2 separate regions of the Mus musculus genome follow, and region 2 is linked to region 1. The links are chromatin contacts, called in public promoter capture Hi-C maps. All regions are on one chromosome and are shown on one strand. Each heading gives the region's core, a stretch centred on a gene start, on an enhancer-like site or on the middle of the called end of the contact. The rest is flanking DNA. Distances are from core to core; before and after follow the strand shown.

What was found. Promoter capture Hi-C pulls out the DNA fragments that hold promoters and counts their contacts.
Region 2: a promoter capture Hi-C map of cranial neural crest shows a contact between it and region 1. The contact joins the promoter of Uchl5 here to the promoter of Zbtb41 in region 1. A contact is called at or near these places in 2 of 39 promoter capture datasets (cranial neural crest and pre-B cells).

Annotation. Positions count from the first base shown.
Region 1 is chr1:139,420,257-139,425,503 of GRCm38.p6, reverse strand. It overlaps Zbtb41 (zinc finger and BTB domain containing 41), which reads right to left and starts at 3,121. Exons shown (of 11, transcript NM_172643.5): 1 at 3,081-3,121; 2 at 1,237-2,470. The coding sequence starts at 2,353.
Region 2 is chr1:143,774,901-143,780,147 of GRCm38.p6, reverse strand. Uchl5 (ubiquitin carboxyl-terminal esterase L5) reads right to left here and starts at 2,870. Exons shown (of 11, transcript NM_019562.2): 1 at 2,672-2,870. The coding sequence starts at 2,747. It overlaps Ro60 (Ro60, Y RNA binding protein), which reads left to right and starts at 3,097. Exons shown (of 9, transcript NM_013835.2): 1 at 3,097-3,227. LOC115487685 (a small nucleolar RNA gene) reads right to left here and starts at 1,220; the gene lies at 1,086-1,220.

The DNA.
Region 1 (5,247 bases), core at 1,872-4,371:
CATTCCAAGTTTATCTTCTATGTACTCTTTCCATTCTAGCTGTCGACGTTCACCACAAACGCTGCGCTACCCTCACCCACTTTTCATTACCAACGCCATTCATCTTCCAAATCCAAGCAGCATGGCTTTTGCCCCTCTGCTTCCTTCTTGCCTCCTTGGCTTTCTCATTTCCTTACCTAACTTCGTCTTCACACTGAAGCCAAGATGATCTGGCTGTAACTCTGTCATTCTCTTTTTTTTAAGCTCCCCATCCCCAGCAGTTTCATTAGATAAAAGTAAGCCCCTCTGGATAGCATCCAAGCCATTCCCAAGCTGGCTGTATGCCCGTAGTGAACTGACCCTTGCTCATTGATTTCCAAGTCAAATCAGGCTAATTAAAGTTTGTATATACCATAAGCAGGGAGTACAAAGTCTTACATGTATAGGAAAGATTAAATGTTCCCAGGTACCTCAGCCCCCAAAAGCTGCTCTCTGTGTATATCCTCATACTGAGAGCGCTAGTGACCATTTACTACCAGGACTGACAAGTTTCTTGTGCACATATAGTCTTCCCATTGACTAAGTTATTCAAAAGTTGTTTCATTTCTCTGTGTATGAAAGAGTAAAATTATTAATAACCATTAAATTGGATTCTGAAAAGTATCCTTAGAAATACATCCAAAAGGTATCATAAAAGCAAAAAAAAATGTTCACTGTACAGCCAGTCTATACCTACTTTGATAGGAAATGATTACAAATCTTATAAAACAAAATTTAACCTATGCAAATAGCATACATAACCCAGCACAAGATAGTCATATATCAAACTGCATGATTTCTTTTACAAAGTCAGATTATGTAAAGTTGTTTTAATCATTTTATGTGCAGAATGTACTTAGCAGTATCATAATCAATGTACATGTAACTCAAAACTACTAGCACTGCTAAGATTAAACAGGTATATTAAGTCAAAGCTATATAGAATAACTGCTGACAGTCTGGAGTCTTTCTCCCAAACACAGAACCTGTACCCTGTTAAGAGAAAATGAAGAAAACACAAAAGGGTAAATACCAAATTATTTCTGATTCACAACAAATTTAAAATAACAAGGTAAACTATGTGCCGAAAATCAGAGCATGTTCCCTTCAGAACTCTTCTTAAACATTCCTTCCAAAGTTTAGTTTGTAGTGATTACCACTGTTGTAGGAGAGGCACAAGGGGTAAGTGACTAGGGCTAGGAAAGGGGTTAGCCTTACCTATCCGGTCAAATGTCTTATCACATTTGGGACACTGCAGGATTTTCTTATTGCTGTTCTGAATGATGACGGGAGCTAACCCTTCATGGATGCTCCCGGCAGAGTCGCCAGCCTCAGGTTCCTCTTCTGCATCATTATCTTTGTCACTCTGCTCCGTGTCAGAGTCTTCATCGGACACTTCCTCCTCCAGCTCTTCGTCTTCGGCATTATATTCACTGCCAGGGTCCTCAGAATCATTTCTATCTGACCTCTCCTTCTCAGAACTTTCTTGATGCAAATTGTCTGACCCATCCCCACTCTCCTGTTCATCGTCGCTGGTATCCTCAAACTTGACAGGGCACTTCCGATTCCTCTTTGACCTCCGGGTAGAAAAACTTCTCTCCAGCATTTTTAACCCATGTTTTTTCCCAAGGAGCAGAGACCTGTGAGTTTTGGCTAAATGATTCTCTAAGGACTTTTTATAGCAGAAATGCCTACTACAAAATTTGCACTGATGACTACTCGACAGTCTTCCAGTTAGCTCATTTAGTGTTTCTTCTGGTGACGACTTTTCAGTCAGTTCGGCCTGAAAGGCAGCAACATTCTCATTATTCAGCAGCTTTACCGCATCGATGATGTCCAAAAATTTTGCAGCCTCTAACACAAGAGGTATTTCGTATTTGTACACAAAAAACTCCGATGTGTAGAGGAACTCAAGCAAATGCTGAAAAACCGAATGCGTTACGTGATCCAGGGTGACAACATCAGTGCTTGGATTTTTGCTCAGACACGCATGAAAATAACTACTGCCGACAGCAACGACCACTTTATGCGCACTAAACTCTTTCCCTTCCACTATGATAAGTAAATCGCAGAAAGACGGTTGCTTCTGCCTATCATCGTTCAAATACTTCAGCAAATTCTTATTATACTGCAAAGAACTCAAAAGCTTTCTCTGATCTGGAGAGGGAGGCAGTTCTTGGCAACGCTGGGCAGCTTCGGGGGTTGGTCTTTCTGGAGCCTGAGTATAGGTCACTTGGCCACACTCCACAGCAGCATTTTCTTCCGAAGAGTCTTTATGATAGCCTAGATGGATCTTCTCGTCAAGATTTGAAGTAACCTTTCTCCTTTTCTTCATTGCAATGCGGCAATTTTTGAACAAGAAACTTCATACGTGACTTAGGCGATTGATGAAACAAAACTAGATTGTCTTGAACAACAGCTTCTGAAGGGGCGTGCCCCACCGTTTCATGGTCTGCAAAAAGAGTGAGAATCAGGTAAGAGCTCCACCGCATAGCCATCTTAAATAACCCAAAGGTGTTGTCAACTAGTCTTTCCTACATTGTAACTAGATTACAAAGTCGACAGTGCATTCACTCCCAGCTAAGATTTTCTTTTTTTTTAGGGCAGGGAACCAGGAGAGCTGGGCTGGGAAAGACAATCCAACAAAAGAATAGTGTGAAGTGAAGGCACAGCACACCTTCCAGGCCTGATTCACGAATAAGGTGGAGAGAACACAACCCAGAGAGCACCATCCCGCCGAGACCGCAAACAAGGCAGACTGGCCGGCCGGGACCGCAGTCCCGATTTGGGTGCTGGGACCTTGACAATAAGGCCAGCGCGGCCACGAAACGCAAGTCTCCATTAGCATGCTTTCCCCGGGCGAGCGCGGCATGGCTCCTGAGCGACAGACCTTCCGAAATCCACTAGGCACGGCGGCCCCAGGAGGGGAGCAGAGTGGGGTCAGCACGGGCGACGACTGCAGGAAGCCGAGTCTTCCCAGGCCGGGGTTGGCGGGGACCCGCGCTCGCCCGTGACCCTTCCCTCCCAGGCTGCCCGGGGCAAGCGTCCCACAGGCCCATTACCGGGAAGCCCGGGCTCCCGCGCCGGCTCGGGGCCGCCCAGCTCCGATCCCCGCGCGCTCGCGCCCGCGCCCACCCACTTCCGGGTCCGGCCCCCCACCTCAGCCACCTCGGCGGCGCTCCTTCCCCTCGCGGAGTCCCGCCGCCGCCGCCGCTCGCCAGGCAGGCACGTCAGGCCCGCGCAGCCGCCCAGCCGCCGCGAGAAGCCGGGGAGCCCCGGCATCCGCCCGAGCGCATGCGCGCGCCTCCAGCCCTGCGCATGCTCCGTGAGCTTTCTTTCCTGCCCTGGGTGCCCTACCGAGGTCCCAGGTCCGTTATACCCGCTTTTCGTGGCCACTTAAGGGCCCTCGTTAACTGAACCAGAAAAACTTGGCTGCGGGAGGGGAAGATAGCTGTGATGAGGGGTTAGGGGGAATTGGCGCCACGACAACTGGTGTGTTTCCAGTGTGTCACCAAACAGCGACCTCCTCCGGAAACCTGCCAGTTTCCAGTCCACAGTGGCAAACACCCAAAGTGCTGGCTGGAAGTAGTTGTATGGCTTTCCGACTTACATGTGCGTAAAATGTAAGCACACCTAAAATTGTGGGGTTTGTTTTTATTACCTTGCTATGAACAGAAGATGTGCATGTAAGATGTGAAGCTGAGAAAAGGACAACCAAACCTCTACGGGACTTAGAGCCTCAGAGCCCCTGCCTAACGTGTTGCATCTCCGACAGAATGCCCAGTGGCCCGATATTGCCCGTCTGGCGATGAAGGTTCTAGAGTTTGTTTGTACAAACCTAAGGAAAAAAACTGATACAAAGGCCGTGACCAAAAAGAAATCAATACACACACCTTCCCTTTTACCTGTAACTCCACTCTCTTCATAACTCTGAATCTGAAAAGGTTACCCTCTCATTAGCAAATACGAGCAAGTGCATACCCAGGAGGAGGAGAAGTTGAGGGAGCGTGTGGGGGACTTTTGGGATGGCATTGGAAATGTAAATGAAATAAATACCTAATTAAAAAAGAAGAAGAATGTACACCCAGAATAGTATAAGGAAAGCTAATGAAAATGATAAAATACTCAGAGCTATAGATTATAAAGTAGAAAATGTTTGAAAAGACAAGCCCATAGATATTAATTTTGTGTGTGTGTGGGGGGGGGTGCAGTGTTATCATCCATCGTCTGGCTCCTACCACCAAGTCTTTCCAGCTGTTGTCATGTGTCAGTGTTCTAAGTTACATGGGACAATCAAAGAAATGGGGTCACTTCCGGGCGAAATATGGCATTGCAGGCAGCAAAGAGGAACGGCCTCAATGAGCTGAACCTCGGACAGCTGTTCAAATGCTGTTTGGGGAGGGGGATAAAGCAAGCCCCTCATACAAAGGCCTGTGGTCTAAGCTAGATGTTTCATGAAGGAGAACACCACACCACTGCAACTTTAGCCTTCACTGTGTACTGTTTGTAGTACTCAATAATGTAAGACATTCCAGGTCTGCCAGGGCAGTCTTGTGACCAAAGTCGGGCAAAGGATGGAAAGCTCCTTCAGGAAAAAAAAAAAAAAAAGACTCTATAGAAAAAAAAATCACCATTTCTACAATGATTTCTTCAAGGTCAAGGTACTTCTAAAAACCATCTATTCATTCTGGTGTTTCCCCTAGGTCCAGTGAAAAAACAGCAATTTTCATTCAAATGTTTACCTTAGATATAATGATTCTACCAAACACACCACAGTCATGTTGGTCCAACAAAGATGAACTCAATCTCTTTGGAACTATAATAAATCCTCTCTACTACGTTTCATCTGTCAAGCATTCTATCTAAATACCAGAAAAGAAACTGATACACCATATAATATGGTTTCTTGTCTATCTCACTCATCAGACAAAAATCATATAGGACAAGTTGTATTAATCTCTTACACTGCTGTATTTTAATAACTAGTAAAATACCCAGAGACTTCATTGTGATACTCAATATCCCAATGAAGACAACAGATGTAGATTACACACTTACATAAATCAACTTGCCCCATATGGAACTGTCAAATAGATGATACAAGGCCTATGCCTGTCAGTGAGGAGCACAACTATTCCTCACCTGTTTGGATACTATCACAGTCCTCTTAGAAGAAATGCCATGCAACACAAACAATGACTGAAGTCCTCATAAATAGCCTTAACCCAA
Region 2 (5,247 bases), core at 1,621-4,120, 4.4 Mb before region 1:
GAGACTAATACCCTTTAAATGAATCAGTGCTGCTTTGGGGAATACAATTATAAACAATACGTATGTACTTCCCAAGACTACATTTCTTGTGTGAAGCCAAGCTTTATCTTCTTTCTTTCCTCAGAACAAAGTAAAATACACCTTAGATGTGATCATAAGTGACTTAATTTCAAGGACCCAATTAATTCCCATCCGTATTTAAGCATGAGGCAGTAATTACAGATGAAGAAATACTCCAGACTTCTCTCCTGTCAAAGATATCTGTATCTTGCTACACCTGTGTCAACACAGTGAAGGCTACGTTAGACAGTGAGTTCATTTCAAAAACATTGCAATAGTATTCATAATACAAACAGATGTTTCACTTTCAGACAAGTAAACTTCCAAACCCTATTGTAAATATAAGAACTGGACAAGGAAAAAATGAAAATAATTAGAATAAAGCATTTTTTCCTTTGAAGCAGCTAATGTTATAAATTACCTTCATTTAATGTGCAAAATCCTTCTACACTAGGAGCCAACAATCCATTACTAACAATCCGTTACTGACGACTGCTTTACTCAGTATGTGCAGATGCACTTATATTACTAAAATGTCTAACTTTAAATTATTTTCAAATTCCAAGTTTTCTGTACATGTGAAACTGAAAACAGCAGCTAGTTTACGGACTCCACTAATTTCTTTCTTTTATTGTGTATGTGAGTGGAGAATACTAAGGTACATGTGCCACAAACGAGTGGGTGGCTTTCAGAAGGGGTCAGCTCCTTCTTCCATGGTCCAGGAGTCATCAGGCTTCGGTAACCAGGCTGGCTATACCACCAGCCCTAGACTGCATTAGTTTCAAAATAAACTTGGGCCACTATCTCTGAACGTCAACTTTTTAAATGACAGTTAAAGATTTTGAGAGGAAAAATTATCACTTAACCTGTAAACATTTCAAATTCTGTAATGTCCAAAACTGATCTAATTTTCTTTCCTATCAAGTCTATTCTTCAAATGATACTTTATTTATCCACCCAAGCCAGAAGCACGTTTGACTCTTCTTTCCTACAGTCAGTCAACTCCTGCTAATTTTCTTTTCTCTTTCTGTAGGAGAAATATACTACTACTCAACCTCTACTGTAAGGTTGGCAGCCCTGAGAACTCCTCTTTTAGTGTAGCATGTTCTGGATGCATTCCTGCTCCAAATAGAATGAGGAGAAGGTATTTCCACATGCAACCTGAGATTGAAATACTACCTAACTGCTGACTCTACTTTCTCTGTACCCCAGGGCTTAATGTCAAGCCAATCACCCACAAACTTACCATTTTCAAAAAGAGTCATCTCATTCATTCTATCTTAACTCTAAATACTGTAAGCACAATCATGTTAATCACAAACTAATTTTAATTATGTTTGATCTCCACATCTTTTTCAGAGTAAGTCCCCAGTGACTTCCAGGCAATCTAATCTATACAATATGGTATCTGATTTGGCGTGGCTTTACCTTTTTACCTAAGATCTCTACACTGCCTGCCTATTCATTACACCATATTTTAGTTACTTTGCTGGCTGCTCCATAAGCTACCTTTAGGTAACCACACTAGATCATGCTTCCTTTTGCCCAGCTCCTCTGTGATCTACACAGTTAAAACAATTTCTGTATACTCTTAAACGTAAACCAACATGTTATTCTAGATTGACTCTCAGTTCTTCAGACCAGCATTCCGATTATTCACATTAAAATTTCCAACTCCGTAACTGTATGCCCGAAGTACAGTTGAACATATGTTACGCAATGCTCGAAATATTCAGCCATGTACAGTACACAAAATCTACATTAAGGTTTGCTATATTTTGGGTACACATTTTAACAAAACAGTTAAAAACAATATCTTAGAAAAAATCAAAATGAAAATGGAGGGAAAAAAAAACTCCCCCAAAACGTTGGGAACACGAGGAAGGATAAACTGTCCTATTGGTTGAGTAGTACGGAAGGAAATAAAGTCAGAGAGAAATTCAGAGCTAAGCATGTGGCCTCTGAGCAAAAGCACTACCTCGAGAAAACTCAACTTCACAGGAAGTCAAAAAAGGAGGGAGTAAAAGAATTGCGGGAAGTAGAGTGCAGACCCGCGTAGACGGTTATCTGTGGAGGTCCGGAAGAGGTGCCCACATACGAAAGGTGAAAGTTCTGCTTTTGGGAAACTAGAATCTCGAGTTTCTGGGCGGCTGGAGCCTCAGACACCACCCGGGGAAACACACGCCCTAGACCGGCTGCTCCGCAGGACCGACAGCCTGAGCGATGCACCTGACCACACTGGAGACAGGGAGGCTCCGCAGGGAAGGGACAGTGGAAAGGACAAGAGAAGCGCGGAGGAGATGATGAGGGAGGGAGACAGGGAAGGAGGACGCTCGAGGCAATTCAAGTGTCCGAGTCCCAAGTCCGGAGAACACAGCAGTGCACAGGCAGAGGGACTCCTTCCCCTCGTGGTGTGGCTCCCAAGATCACTGCGGAGACGCGGCCGCCCCGGGCCGAGGACGCGGCAGAAGCCCTACTTTCCACACACGCCGACTCCAGTCCCTGAAGTCACTTCTCCGACGCCGGGCGTCGGTGGCGGCAGGTGACCGCCTGGCCCAACGCGGGCCTCCTCCCGGAACCCCCGGCCCAGGACGGTCCCCCTGGTGCTCACCGAATCCTTTAATGAGCTCGGTGAAGACCCCGGGGTCGCTTTCCATGAGACACCACTCCCCGGCATTGCTCGACATGGTCCCCGACCACACACACACCGCCCCGCTTCCACCTCGCGCTCTCCGGAGCCCCGCAGCACAAGCTGCCACCGGCCGCAGACCTCAGCAAAACCCGCCGCCGAGCGTCAACCCCACGTCACCCCGCCTACTTCCCGACAGCCTCCGGGCGCCGTCACCTGCCGCGCGCCGGAGCACAGAAGGACGCTCTAGCCACCCGGGAGACGTCGAAACGCCTCTCCTGCCTCTCAGGATCCGTAGCGCCCTCTGCCGGGCCGGAGAAGTAGCGGGGCCTCGGAGCGCCGGAGGGAGGCACATCCGGGACCCTTGGCACCCCAGAGCTGGGGCGGGGCGATGGAAGGGGCGGGGCTCGAGACGGGGCGGGGCGGGGCTCGCTCCGACCCGAACCTGGAGCTGTCCTCGCCCTTTCGGGCCGCCTCCTATTCCTGGTGCGACGCAGGCTTTCTGTAGGCGCCGCGGGTCCTGAGCATCACCTTCCAGGTAAAGGTGGGTCACTGCAGGCCTGCTGCGGGCCGGGGAACCGCGTTTTGGGCAGTCCCAGCGATCCTGGGCACTTGAGGGCTGGCCGGTGCGCACTCTCTTCCAGCCGCATCCCAGCGTCAGAGGCCAGGCAAAGCCTTCGCCGCCTCTGTGCTCCGGCACCCGCCGGAGGAGAGCATGGACCGACTTCGCATCTGAACATTTCGAACCTGGCCTAGTTGCTCCGGGAGGATGGAATCTTGGGGAACTCAGGTCAACTCTCCCACTTGCAAAGCTCCTGGCGAGCGAACGTGCCAAGGCCCCTTTTCACTCTTTTCTCTCTTCCTGCGGCTTTGGCATAGAGGCGTTGTCTCGGATACCGGTTTGGGAAGGAGCTTTGTGGGAAGACCGAAAGGAAATTATCTTAGAGGAATAATAATCAAGGAAGGGAGAAAGATTTCTCGTCCAAGGGATGAGAGACTCATGTATCGGGATGAAGTGCCTTACGGAAAAATGCGCACCATCCCTCTCCCGCCACCCCTCCCCCCTTAATAGTGCATTATTTTAAAAACACTTGAAATGGTTTTGATGAATAGAACAAAAAATAGCTATTTGTAATTAATACTTATCATTCTTCGGAGGTGGTTTTATTCATCATTTCATAAAAGTATGTTCCAAGGAAGGCTTTTGGCTTCCACAGGAAAAATTTTTGCTCAGAGCATCCTACCATGGTGACATCTTGCCACAGTTCCTCAATACTTTTCATTGCATCGCCCTTAATGGAGTTGATATTTTCATTACCTTTGTGTATGGCATATCCATTTGAACCTGGGATCCTGGCTTTGTAAAGTATTATAGCTTCATTACTGTAAAATTAGCCTTGGCTTTTATTTTTAAAGAAACTGCGTATTTGCTTGACTTCTCAGGGTGAAAAAAAAAAAGTTAGCCTTTCCAAATTACATGAAATATTGGCTTAATGTTTGTGTAAATTGAAGGAAAACATGGTAATCTTTGTACTAGTAATGGTACGACGTATATAGATTGTAGTCCAGAAGATCTTGAAGCAGAAGTGTTATTACATCAGTGTCTTGCTATCTGGTTTACATTCTGCATTAAGAGAATGGACAACATATGGATCAACACATCACTGCTTGGCCTTATGTCGAAGAACAAGTGTAAAATGCTCCAAATGTTGCCATAGTTCTAACAGTTAAAGGCTCTAAAGCTTTAATTTATAGAGATGTTAGAAAACTTCAAGTGGTATAAATTCGGGAGACTGTTGTTGTGTTTAAAGAGGTCAGAACAACTCAAAGAAGAATTCACTTGATTGGTTTTGACTTAGGCTTATAGCACTTGACTCCATAGGACTAGACTACCAGAAAACCAGACTTTGATTTGCCTCACTGCCCAGCTGCCTTCTAAACCACTGGACTGCAGCTTAGGGTTTTGAGAAAGGGGACACTGGCAGTTGAAGAAAGAAGGAGTTAAGCTACTGTTAGTTGATGGAAGCTGTCTTGAAACTCAGCTTGAGTCACTTCATTAGTATTACTAAGATACTCCTAGCGCTTGGTACATTCCAAAAGATTTTGAAACTATCAGGAACCATTGTATCTCCATGTCATCTAATGTCGCCAATTTTAAAGTAGTTTGTATTTTAGCCCTTAGTAATAAAAAGGAGAATGAATAGCTTGAAGTAAACTGCCATTCGATTTTCTATATTTAAATGTTTTTATTGAGACTTATATATGCAAAGAAGTTTTGTAGGTGACCTAGTCACCAGCAGGGCAAGGTGCAATTCCAAGGTGCCTACTCTGCAGCCAGAAGAGGTTCTCTCTAGGGACTTCTACTCAGGTGTAGCTGGGACCCTGACTTAAACTGCAGAAGACCATTTCCAAATGAGTCGGTCTGAAGGCATGCTGGACACTGTAGTTCATAGGCACCACAGCTGGGTAGGATTGTTAGTTGCTTCCCTCACTTGGAAGCCTTCTGGGATCATGAAAGCTAGTCCTCAGGCTTTGCAGTTTGAGACCTCTTGGTCATG